3 separate regions of the Mus musculus genome follow, and regions 1 and 3 are each linked to region 2. A link is a contact called in public Hi-C data. All regions are on one chromosome and are shown on one strand. Each heading gives the region's core, a stretch centred on a gene start, on an enhancer-like site or on the middle of the called end of the contact. The rest is flanking DNA. Distances are from core to core; before and after follow the strand shown.

The links. A called contact is a pair of places that touch in the nucleus more often than the background predicts.
Region 1: a contact with region 2 is called in a Hi-C map of cerebral cortex, with 2.2 times the contacts expected there. The contact joins the promoter of 1700036G14Rik here to the enhancer-like site in region 2. A contact is called at or near these places in 2 of 484 Hi-C or Micro-C datasets (cerebral cortex and nephron progenitors).
Region 3: a Hi-C map of cortical neurons shows a contact between it and region 2, with 1.6 times the contacts expected there. The contact joins two enhancer-like sites. A contact is called at or near these places in 3 of 484 Hi-C or Micro-C datasets (cortical neurons, embryonic stem cells and stem cell-derived neural stem cells).

What each region holds. Positions count from the first base shown.
Region 1 is chr3:85,315,577-85,319,069 of GRCm38.p6, forward strand. 1700036G14Rik (RIKEN cDNA 1700036G14 gene) reads left to right here and starts at 1,943. Exons shown (of 3, transcript NR_040542.1): 1 at 1,943-1,984.
Region 2 is chr3:85,109,361-85,113,000 of GRCm38.p6, forward strand. No RefSeq gene overlaps it. Among named protein-coding and RNA genes, the nearest start is that of Gm31096, 11 kb to the right of the region's middle. Within about 2 kb of position 1,566, at least 23 of the 459 cell types and tissues checked have an H3K27ac peak or open chromatin away from gene starts, as enhancers often do. A contact at or near this core is called in cerebral cortex and cortical neurons, where this site is marked.
Region 3 is chr3:85,298,406-85,301,709 of GRCm38.p6, forward strand. No RefSeq gene overlaps it. Among named protein-coding and RNA genes, the nearest start is that of 1700036G14Rik, 17 kb to the right of the region's middle. Within about 2 kb of position 1,691, at least 41 of the 459 cell types and tissues checked have an H3K27ac peak or open chromatin away from gene starts, as enhancers often do. A contact at or near this core is called in cortical neurons, where this site is marked.

The DNA of each region.
Region 1 (3,493 bases), core at 693-3,192, 210 kb after region 2:
CTTTTAAATGAAGGCTTGGTGAAGAGGGCACACGGGCCAGGTCTGCAGGTGAGATTTGAAATGGATCTGGGTGGGGCCCTGTCCTCTCTTTGACTGGACCGTGAAGCCTGGAGGCTCCCTTCCACCTTTCTGTCTTCTAGGGAACTTGGAACACAGATACACAAGGGCAACTTTTAAAACATTATTTTTCTTTTAAAAATTCAGTTACGCAGGACGGGGGATGCAGCTCAATGACTGGGCACGCTTGTGCAGAATAAGTGAGACCATGGGTTCAATTTCCAGTAGCAAATAAAAGAAAAAATTTTTAAAGAAATGCATGTCTAAACCCTTCCATATATATATAAGATATATTTTACATATATCATTGCAAATCAACAGCATGGGAAAGTAGAACGTGAAAAAAAATGAAGAAAATGATGCCCCCCCTTCACCTTTTTGTTCCTCCATGCTTTTCTTTGGGCCATTATCATTTGGAGAGACCCATCTTGCTTATTTCAACTCAAGGGACAATCAGATAAACATCTGTAGAGAAAGGAGACAGAAACATGTCTTCCTGCCCTAGTCTTCTGCAACTTAGAATGAACTCAACATGTCTGGGCAACATCTTCAAGATCAGCTACAATCTGTGTAGCATCAGTGAAGAGCGAGTTTGTGGAGAGATGCTGGGAAGGGAACAAAGTCTGGAGGCCAGACATGACCTAAGAGGAAACAGGAACTGAATGTGAATTTCTTCTCATAGTTTTATGGTAGCTATCTCTTCCCTCCCACCTCCTATTAACAGAAGGATTGTAGACAAGCAAAGACAACATTTGATGGCCAATGTATGGATTCACCTTAAGTGTCCTGAATTTGTTCTGATCTTAAAACATTCAATTATCCTCTCACTCACTCAAAAACCATGCATATTTGTCTACTTGCTTCTCATGGTAAATGGGATTAGTGAGCAAATACCTCATCCTTCTGTCCATGTTCTTGGAACCATGTACCTTGAAACTCTGCATTGTATATGTGCTAAATGGAATCCCTGTATCTGAATGGAATGGGTCACACATCCTCCTCTGATGAATGGGGTATTAGTATATCACAGGTGATGTGTTTTATAAAGCCAAGGATATGTTTTATAGAGCTTGGTATGGTATGATAGGAGGGGGGTACCTCAGTGGGCCCATGCTAAGGCATCCCTCCCCCCTGAGGTACCAGCCATCCACAAGTGTAGTATAGAATAGAGTTTATTTGGGGGCATAGGGAGGGGAGTTGAGAAGGGAGTAGAGGTAGAGGCAAAGAAAGAGAACAGAGAGGGAGAGGGAGAAGAGGGAGGGGGAGGGGGAGAGGGAGAGGGAGAGATCAGCCAGGAACATGTAGAAAGAGAGGTGGAGGGGGAACAGGAAAGAGGGAGAAGGGGGTCCGATAGAGAAAAGGGCAGATAGAGAGAGATGGAGAAGCCAAACAGTCCTTTGTAAGGGTCCATGATTTTCTAAAGAATGATAGCCCAGACTCAAATAGTATGTAAATGAAATGAGTGTTTTATTTTGCTGAAGTCCAGTGTTCTGGGGTCTCCCATGACCAAGCTAGAGAAACACCCAAATGCACTTGCAGGCCTGATTTAAAGCACATTAGGGAATTCTGGGGTAGGTGACCTCTATGTTAATCTGTTGTGTCCATCTCTCCAGACATTCCATTTCTGTAGTGTGGGGGCTAGAAACTTGCTGGAGAGGTCTGGAGACTGTTGCTGAGGAAGTCTGGAAACTGCTGCTGACCCATTGTCCTTGCCTCAGGGCAGGTGACAGGGCAGCTTCTGAGGCCTGGACTTGCCTGAAATTGCCCAGTTCTTAGAAACAGACATTTAGGCCTAGTCTCCTGAACTGCCAATTTGAAGCCTGTCATGGAGTCAGCCTAGCCTTCTCACCCTTTTATAACAAGCCAGGACTACCTGACTGTTGCTAGGTAACTGTTGGGCGGAGCGTAGAAGGAATACCAACAACAGGTAAGCTGTCTTGTTTCCTCTGCCTTTCTGATACCACCATGAAAAGGATGGGCTCCAACTAGCCCTTAGTCCTAAGAAAAGCATGAGAAACCCATGAAGCAGGGCTTTCCCAGCTCCGTCGCCCAGCTGAAGAATAGGTGTCTGAACAGGCCTGAGCCAGCCTGAACCAGCCTGAGCTGGCCTGAACCAGCCCAGCAGCCAAGCTCCATCCACATCAGACCTAGGAAAGACAAACATTGGTGGTGGCTAGCTACCAGCGCTTTGCAGTTCCCATTTTGCTGCAGTTTGATAGTCATGACTGGTATAGACACCTTCAGTCTTCCAGGCACTTGATAGGATGCCAGAGAAGGCAGGAGGCTTTACCAGGCTCGCTTTCCATTAGAGCCCATTACAATTTACATACACACCTTGCCCACTTAGTCTTTTGTGTGGCCAGTTTTGAGATGAGGAGTCTGAGACATAAGAAGGCTAGCCAGCCCATATCTCGAGCTGGAACTCAAACCTGGGTCTTCTAACTCCAAGTGCTAGGTTTTCCCACCACCTCATAGGAACCTGCACCTGCTTTAGAAGTCAGCATCTCTGGCTGGAGTTGCAGATGGCTCTAAATCCGGTGGTGGGTATTTGAAAAGTGACCCAAAGGGTGCTGTTCTGTGAACTAGAGGACAAGGAGAAATAATTGTCGTTTTTTACCGCCCCAAAATGGTTCCCCCTTTGCAATCAAACCAATCTCTGTTTACAAGTATTTAGCATGGTTCTAGAAATTGCATTTTGAAATTATGCGAACAGAGAGAGAAAAGACAGCCCACACAGTGAGTGATTTCTCGTGGGTAATTGGCTGCTGGTTCTGGCTCCAATGATGCCGTCTTTTTAGAGTATAATTAGTGATTTCAAAGGAAACTGTTAGAGATGGCTGAAATCTCCAAAGAAAGGCTTTTGTAGCTCCTCCTATCAGGGCGCTTCTAAAATGCGTGCTGACAAAACACTTTTTGTTCTTTTCTAATGACCTTTCAAGCTACTTTCTAAAATCCTGGTTTCTAAGACTCAGAGAGATTGATCCTCTCCTTTATGCTCAAGGTCACTTCATGATCAAGATGGCTGCTTCAGACTGAGCCTTTACAACTGCGTTTAAACTTCAGGGGGAAGGAAGGGCTGGCTCCTCCCAGCTGAGTCAGTTATTTTTAGGGAAGACATACATGTCCAAAGTTCCATCACACAGCTCTTACTTACAACCCATTGACTGCAATGGCGACACCCAGGCATATCTGGCTGTGAGAGAGGCTGGGTCAATGGAGCTGAAAATTAGGGTTCTTTTGCTAAGGAGGAAGACAAGAATAGAGGTTGGGACAGAAAGCGAGTTTCAGTCATCAAATGTAACAGTAAAGAATCACAGCTTTGAGTGTGAGGTGAGGGTGATTAGAAATCCACAGTAAAGCAAAGGTGTTTGGCTAACTCTCAGACCTTGGCTAGAGAAGAATGTTGCCTTCTGACTCACTATGTTAAAGATGCTGC
Region 2 (3,640 bases), core at 316-2,815:
CCACCAGGCAGCCCACTGGGAAAGGAAGTCCTGCAGTGAAGCAGTCCTTGGAATGAAACCGGTGCCTTGGGCTGGGGATAGAGCTTGGTTGATTCAGTGATTACCTGCCAGGTGCAAGGTCCTGGGTTCAGTCTCAAGTACCATAGACAACAAGAAGTGCTGTTGCCTCCAGCTAAGTGTCTCCTCAGCATTCTAAAGCCAATGCAAATAAATACACAGCATTCACATATTCCTTCCTTCCCATAACAGCCTCAGAGGTGACATGATAACCCCCGATATTCAGGAGCTCACAAATACACAAACAATCAAACTGCAGGATGGTACCATTAACCATCATAGAGATAGATACAGAAAGCAGAGGTTTTGGGCAGAACTATGAAAGCATTTAAGGAATTTATAGAATCCAAGACAACATTTATAAGTCCTAAGTCATAGAAGGCAGCAGAGATGATATTTAACGTCAGTATGTATGTGGCATTGAAGACCATGGATTGATGACCTCCACAGGACACAGCGGGTCAAGACCTGGGTCAAGGGGGTACCCATGTTCCAGTCCCATGTTCCAGTCCCATGTTCCAGCCATTGTTTTGTCTTCATGCAAACACTGCATTAGTCCTAAACATCTTAATGTCCTCATCTACAAAATGGAAATTCATAATATAATTTATCATAGATCATACTGGAAAGTGGTGTTGGGGGACTAAGTGAGATGATACCCCTTATGTATGCTATGTGCCTAGGTGATTGCTTGGCACAGAAGCCAGCACTCAATAAGAGTTAACAAAGATTTAATAGCAATAATTTACTATACACAAAAGATTCTTCTACACAGGCAAAACAGAGTTCCTAAGTAGCTGTGTGGTTTTTCTGGCTGTGGTCGGTTTGCTACTCAACGCTTTGGTTGTGTACTGCTGTCCCAACACAAAAAGGAATGGAAAATCACAACTGTGGGCTTCATATTTGTTTCAAATGATGTAAGCCAGCGATAAAGGAAGGCAACTATCAGGAAGTCTGGAGAGAACCCAGGGCTACTATGTGCTCCAGGGAGGAGCCATCACCCCCTGTCAGTACAAAGCTCTTTAAAGGGATGAGAGACTGGGAGGGAATTTGCAAAGGGTTTAAAGAAGCTGTGATGGACTTAATGAGCGCAGTTTACAAAGACCTCTGCAGAAAATCCGAGAAAAAGCATGAGACCAGGAATGGTTACAAGAGAAGTGTCAGGAGGATGAAAGTATAAAAGAAGCTGAGCGTGCAAAACACAAAAAAGATAGTAGAACAGGTCTTAGGCAAGATTAGGGGAGGGAGAGGCCAACCGGGGCTTGAGTGGATGGCAAATGGGTAGACTCTTTATATGGAGAAGTCAGAGTCCTGTGGTAAGTACTTTTGTCTGTTTGCTCCAACAAGAATCACGGTGGAATGGAACAGCATTTAGGAATACGGGCATTGGTAAATGACAATGGGCCAGGGAGTCTTTAAGGGGCATCATGGGTGAGCTCACAGTTGGGTGCAGAGTGCGGCAGTGAATGAATTATGTACCCAGGCAACTTGCAAATGAGATTCTGCAGTCATTACTGGTTGAAATTGGAAGAATCTCAGAGAGTGGAAGAGGAGCTGAAAAAGAAACGCTGGTGAGCACAGTTGCTTATTTTTAGAAACAGAGAGGCAGTTGAGCTCACAGATTTTGCTCTTAGAATCACAGGCAGGGAAGCTGGTTGTCCACCTGGGGTAGGAATTGGTTATTGCTGCCTGAACTATCACTGCCTGACCCTACTTGCCCTTGGGTGTTGGAAGTGAGGTGGCACGGAGTCAACAACACAGACTATGGTAGCAAGTGAGAAACACCGCAAGCTCCTTTAATACCTTCCACTCTTGCCCCATTGGTCCCAAGAAAACATCTCTTCTAAACAGCAGTTGCCGATTGGCCAGCATTGTCTGCTCCAGCAATTCTTGGTCTCTCAGGCAGTCCTCAATTAGGTCCTCCTGCAGGAGGTGCTTTTGCAGCTGTGCTGGGCCCTGGTATTTACATAGAGGTGGTCTTGCTGGTCCTGCTACAGGTTATGGTTTGGATAATTGATGAGCTCCCTGGACAACAGGACAGGCTGTAAGGCAAACCACCATGGGTGGGTCCCAGTTTCTTCTTTTACTCCTTTGATCTCCTTTGGCCTAGGGTCCCCAGAGGTCAACTGAACTGTATGTCTAGATTTCATGAAGTCTCTCATGATGCTGTTGCTGAGGGAAAGAATGATTTAAAACAAACAAACAAACAAACAAACAAAAAAACAAAAAAAACCAGAGGGTGGAAAGAGCCTGTGAGGAGTCATAATCGGCAATCTCCAGCGGGAAGAGCATTTCTAACGGTTTCTACCTCTTTCCTCATTGTCTTGACCAAACATTTTTTATATTATTGTTTTTATTCTAATATTTATTACAAATCCACTGTGTGTCAGGATACATGTTTAAACAACTTTCTCACCTGCATGACTAGACGAAGTCTGATGCTGGCATTTTAGCTTCAGAATACCTGTGTCCCAAGCCACCGCTGTTTACTTACATTGATGGGCTCACTGCAGAAAGAGGGCAGATGGGGAAGACATGGGCTGAGGTCAGGAGGAGCCAGCATGGTTTTTCCAGGGGCACAACTGAAACAGGAAGCAATTTTACTGAGCAAACTGAAGCTCCTGGAGTAAGGTTAACCACAGGACCCCAGGCCCATACAGGATAGGAGGAATGGAAGAGCTTGGCTGTTTGAGTAAGCAAGACCCGGGTGGCAGGAAGCTTAATCTGAGACAATAGCATCGTGAGACAGGCAGAAGCCAAAATAGGAGGAGACAACGCAGTTCCTTAGCTTTTAGTTGGTCTGAAGATATTAGCTAGGGATTTGGACTCATTAGCATAATTTGATGGATTAGCAAGAGGAGTTAGAATTCCTCATCCCATTTTTTTTTGTCTGTCGTATTTTCAGGAACACATTAAGACTCAACCATGGTGGGAGAAAGTCATCAGCAGAGGATGCTGGGAACCATGACTTCCTGGAGGCAGCTCTTCCACAGGAGCGGAGCCAGTGTTCTCAGCGAAAACAGCCAGGACCTACCACCATTCAGGAAACAAATATATGACCCTGCACTCAGCTAGGAAGGGCGAACTTCAGAGGTCCCTGGAGCGCTCTTCCCACACTGGAAAGACAGGAACTGGAAAGGCATTTCCACGAGCGTGCCTTTCAGACTTGACTGTTGCCTACAGCCAGAATTACATGTTGCAGCTCCACCCAGACTGTACATAAGCACACATAGGCTACTGAAACAAGCATTCCAGAAAAATCACTTCCCCTTGTTGGGTTGAAGTGGCTTTGGTTTGGTCTATTCTGTTCTATTCTAGTCTATTCTGTCTAGTTCTGGTCTTTATCAAAGCTATTTAAAAGTGCTTGCCCAGATCATTCATGAAATGATTTCCTGGCTCATTAATGGGTTGTAACTCATAGTTTAAAACACGCTGGAGCTGGGCAGGCAGGTGTGGAGCTATGTCATGCTAGCCATTGCTCCAGATCAGTAGCTCTCAACCTTCCTATGCTGTGACCCTTTTAACACAGTTCCTCATGTTGTAGTGACCCCAACTATAAAATTAATTGGTTGATACTTCATAA
Region 3 (3,304 bases), core at 441-2,940, 190 kb after region 2:
AAAAAACTGAATGGACATGCAAGCAGCAGAAGTTTGGAAGGTAAGTGCTGGGAGGCTTAGCTGTAACCAGAGAGACAGTGGTATAAAATCCAAGTCTGTCCGCAGGCTAACAGGAGAGGAAAGAACCTTTTATAAAAAGCCCATGGAGGTGGAAATATAGCTCTGAAGTACAGTATTTGCCCTTCATACTTAAAGCTCTGAGTTCAATCCCCAGCACTGCCAAAAAGGGCAAAAAGTAGCTGTGTATGATAGCACATGTCTTTAATCCCAGCACTTGAGGCCAGCCTGGTCTACCTGTTGAGTTCCAGGCCTGCTAAGTCCACTTAATGAGACTTGTCTCAACTCACAAACAAACAAACAAACAAACAAACAAACAAATGAAGCAGGCAGAGGGGATGACAGCCTGAACGTGTCAGTTGGCATCGAGGGTTAAGAGGGTCACATCTCTGAGACTGAAAGCGAGGGTGGGCGTGAACAGGAGATGTTTGTAGGTGGAGATGGGAAGCCGAGAAAGCTGGACCTGGTGGCCTTGAAGTTAGAGTCAGGCACATCTGCTCAGGGGGGAGAGGTGGAAAGCAAGTCAGAGCCTTAGGGGAATGTCTGAGGATAGAAGGCTCTCTGAGGGCAGGTCAACAAGAGACAGACAGCACTAAAGACCTAGGTGAGGTCAGAGGCCATGAACCTATGGCAGCCCCGACTAAAGAACTCAGCCTTGATTATGCAGAAAGTACCAACGAAAATCTGACACCTGTGTACCTCATTGGGTTTTGCTTAGTGAGTGCTAGAGGAACTGAGGGGTCTGAGAAAACCTACCGGGACATTAACTCAGGAAAGCGTATGAAGGAAGAGAAACCTGGGAGAACCAGAGAATGTGAAGGGATCTGGGGCGATGAGAACCCCAAGACAGCTGAGCTAGCCAAGTGCGGACACTGTTGTGTGGTTCCCTAGGTGTGGAGTGATATGAAGGTATCATACATGGATCATCTCAGGACTCATTTCCCTTTAGGGGAACAGCTCAGAGGAGAGAGCAATGGTGACCAGAATGGGCCTACTTGTTCTGCTTTCAGTATTCCTGAGGCTGGATTCCAAGCGACCCCCAACCTTGCCTTGAAGACGGCTATGTTACTTTGCAAACCACTTGAGAAAAAGTGCAAAGCTGCTCTAAAGAGGTTTGTAGATCATACATCAGGGACTACAGAGATGATGGTCGCTGCTGTGAGAATAAGAGAGAGGTCATTGGTTTCCCCTCATATTTATCAGAATCCTGTGACTAATGTTGGGCCTTTGTTAAGATGGGAGCTCTCCTGGTTAGCATCTTGTTCCCATGAATAATGAAGCCAGCTTTGCAGGCAGAGGCTGTGGAGAGAAAGCAGCACACAGAGGGCTCCCCAAGAGTTTACAGCTGTCCTTCCCGAGCTGGCTGAGTGGCTGATCAATGGTAAGGAAGGCCTCAGTGGTCCAGATGCATCGTCCCACGCTGAGTGCCCAGAGACCAGAGTTCTGATATGCAAAGTAAGCCTGAGACTCCTGTCAAATCAACAAACAGGATGTTGGCTGTGCAGCAAACAGGCCTGCAAGCTGTTGGCAGCCAAACGTCGGGCCATCGCCGATGCCAGGTCCAGCCACACGGTGGGCACTGCCCCAAGAGCTCGGCGGCAATCTGTATTCCACTGCACACTCTTCGCCATACTGCTGACCCTCCAGCCAGGCCGGCAAGTGAGGCCCATGCCCAGGATGCAGGCACACTGCTGTGGCACTATACACAGGCCCCTTTGTTCAGAAATACCTCATGCATAAAAGGAAGCCGCATGTCTTGGGTTTTCTTTCCAGGCCTGGAAAGAAAGGCATCTTGATGATGATGTTTACCCCCTCAACAAGGGGGTGGTCTCGGAGGGTCTACTCCCCAGCACGGGGGTAGGCCCAGAGGGTCTACTTTCCAGCACAGGGGTGGGCTCAGAGGGGCTTGCTGAAAGCTACTTGGCTGCCACGTATTTTAAAAGAAGTTTGAAGGGGCTTGGCAGGAAGTGTGGGGAAACCTCACTTGGGTATCTTAAAGGCCTGTGTGAGGCTGGCCAGAGACGCTGGCAGCTCTGCTCGTTAGACAGATTGAGAAAGTGCCATAGAGAAGGCCCTGTTGGTCCTGAGGCTTCTTTTCAGTAACAGAGAGCCTCTTGCTGTAGGTATAGAAAGAGCTGAAGAGTGGGCCAGATTCAATGTGAAGTCCAGGACCCATTGAGAAATTGTCACTTTCATCTTTGGTGGCTGTGCCAATGCCACTGGCCCTGAAATGGCCTTCCATCAGCTGAAGAACACTCATGTCCAATTTAGGGCCTTCTCTCAGACTCCAGCTGTACATCTGAAGACTGAGACACTGTATTGGGCTGGTCAACCGAAAGATGTGTCCTGAGGTTGATAATCTTCCAGGCCTCATAGCCCAAACCAATGGACTGAATCCCAACCAAATAAGAGAGTTAGTTAGTTAGTTAGTTAGTTAGTTAGTTAGTTAGTTAACTTTCTTCTAAAGTAATTAGTTCCATGTTTGTTAAGTGCAGGAAGAAATGGAACAGAAAGCTATCCTGTGCTCTGAAGGTTTGCTTCATGACCAAACAAGCATGCTGTTTGGTGCTTCGCAACTTTCCAGAGGGTTAGGGTCAGGGTCAGGGCCAGGGTTAGGGTCAGGGTCAGGGCCAGGGTCAGGGTCAGGGTCAGAGTTAAAGAGTTCTCTTGTGCTCCTGCTCTGGGGTCCTTTCCTACTCCTGGGCCAGAGAGAAGTTAGAGTCCTTGTCAGGGAGGTGGTAGGCCAAAAGGTTCATGGCAAAAAGCTGCGGGCTCTCCCACCAACTCCTGGGTCATTGCTTTCTCCTCTGTTATGAGTTGTTCCCCTAAAGAGAAATGAGTTCTGAGATGATCCAGGTATGATACCTTCACATCATTCTACACTCAGGGAACCACACAGCAGGGTCCTAGCTGAGAGATCACTAGGTTAGTCAATTGCATGAGTAAGTTGTGGTGTGTATATACTTATGTATGTAGGCGTGCTCACTCCTGCGGGCCAAAAGCCAGAGGAAGACATCTGGAGTCCTGCTCTCTAGTCTACCTCAGTCCTTGAAGCAAGATCTTTCAATGAACCTAGAGTTAGGCAGACAGCCAGCAGGCCCTGGCAGGCTTTATGTCTCTCCCAGCAATGCTGGAGTTACAGGAACCCATGTGGCCACACCAGCTTTAAAGCAAAAAGACAAAAATAAAAACCTCCAACTTTCTTCCCTGAGGATTTGAACCCAGGTCCTCATGCTTGAGCAGCAAG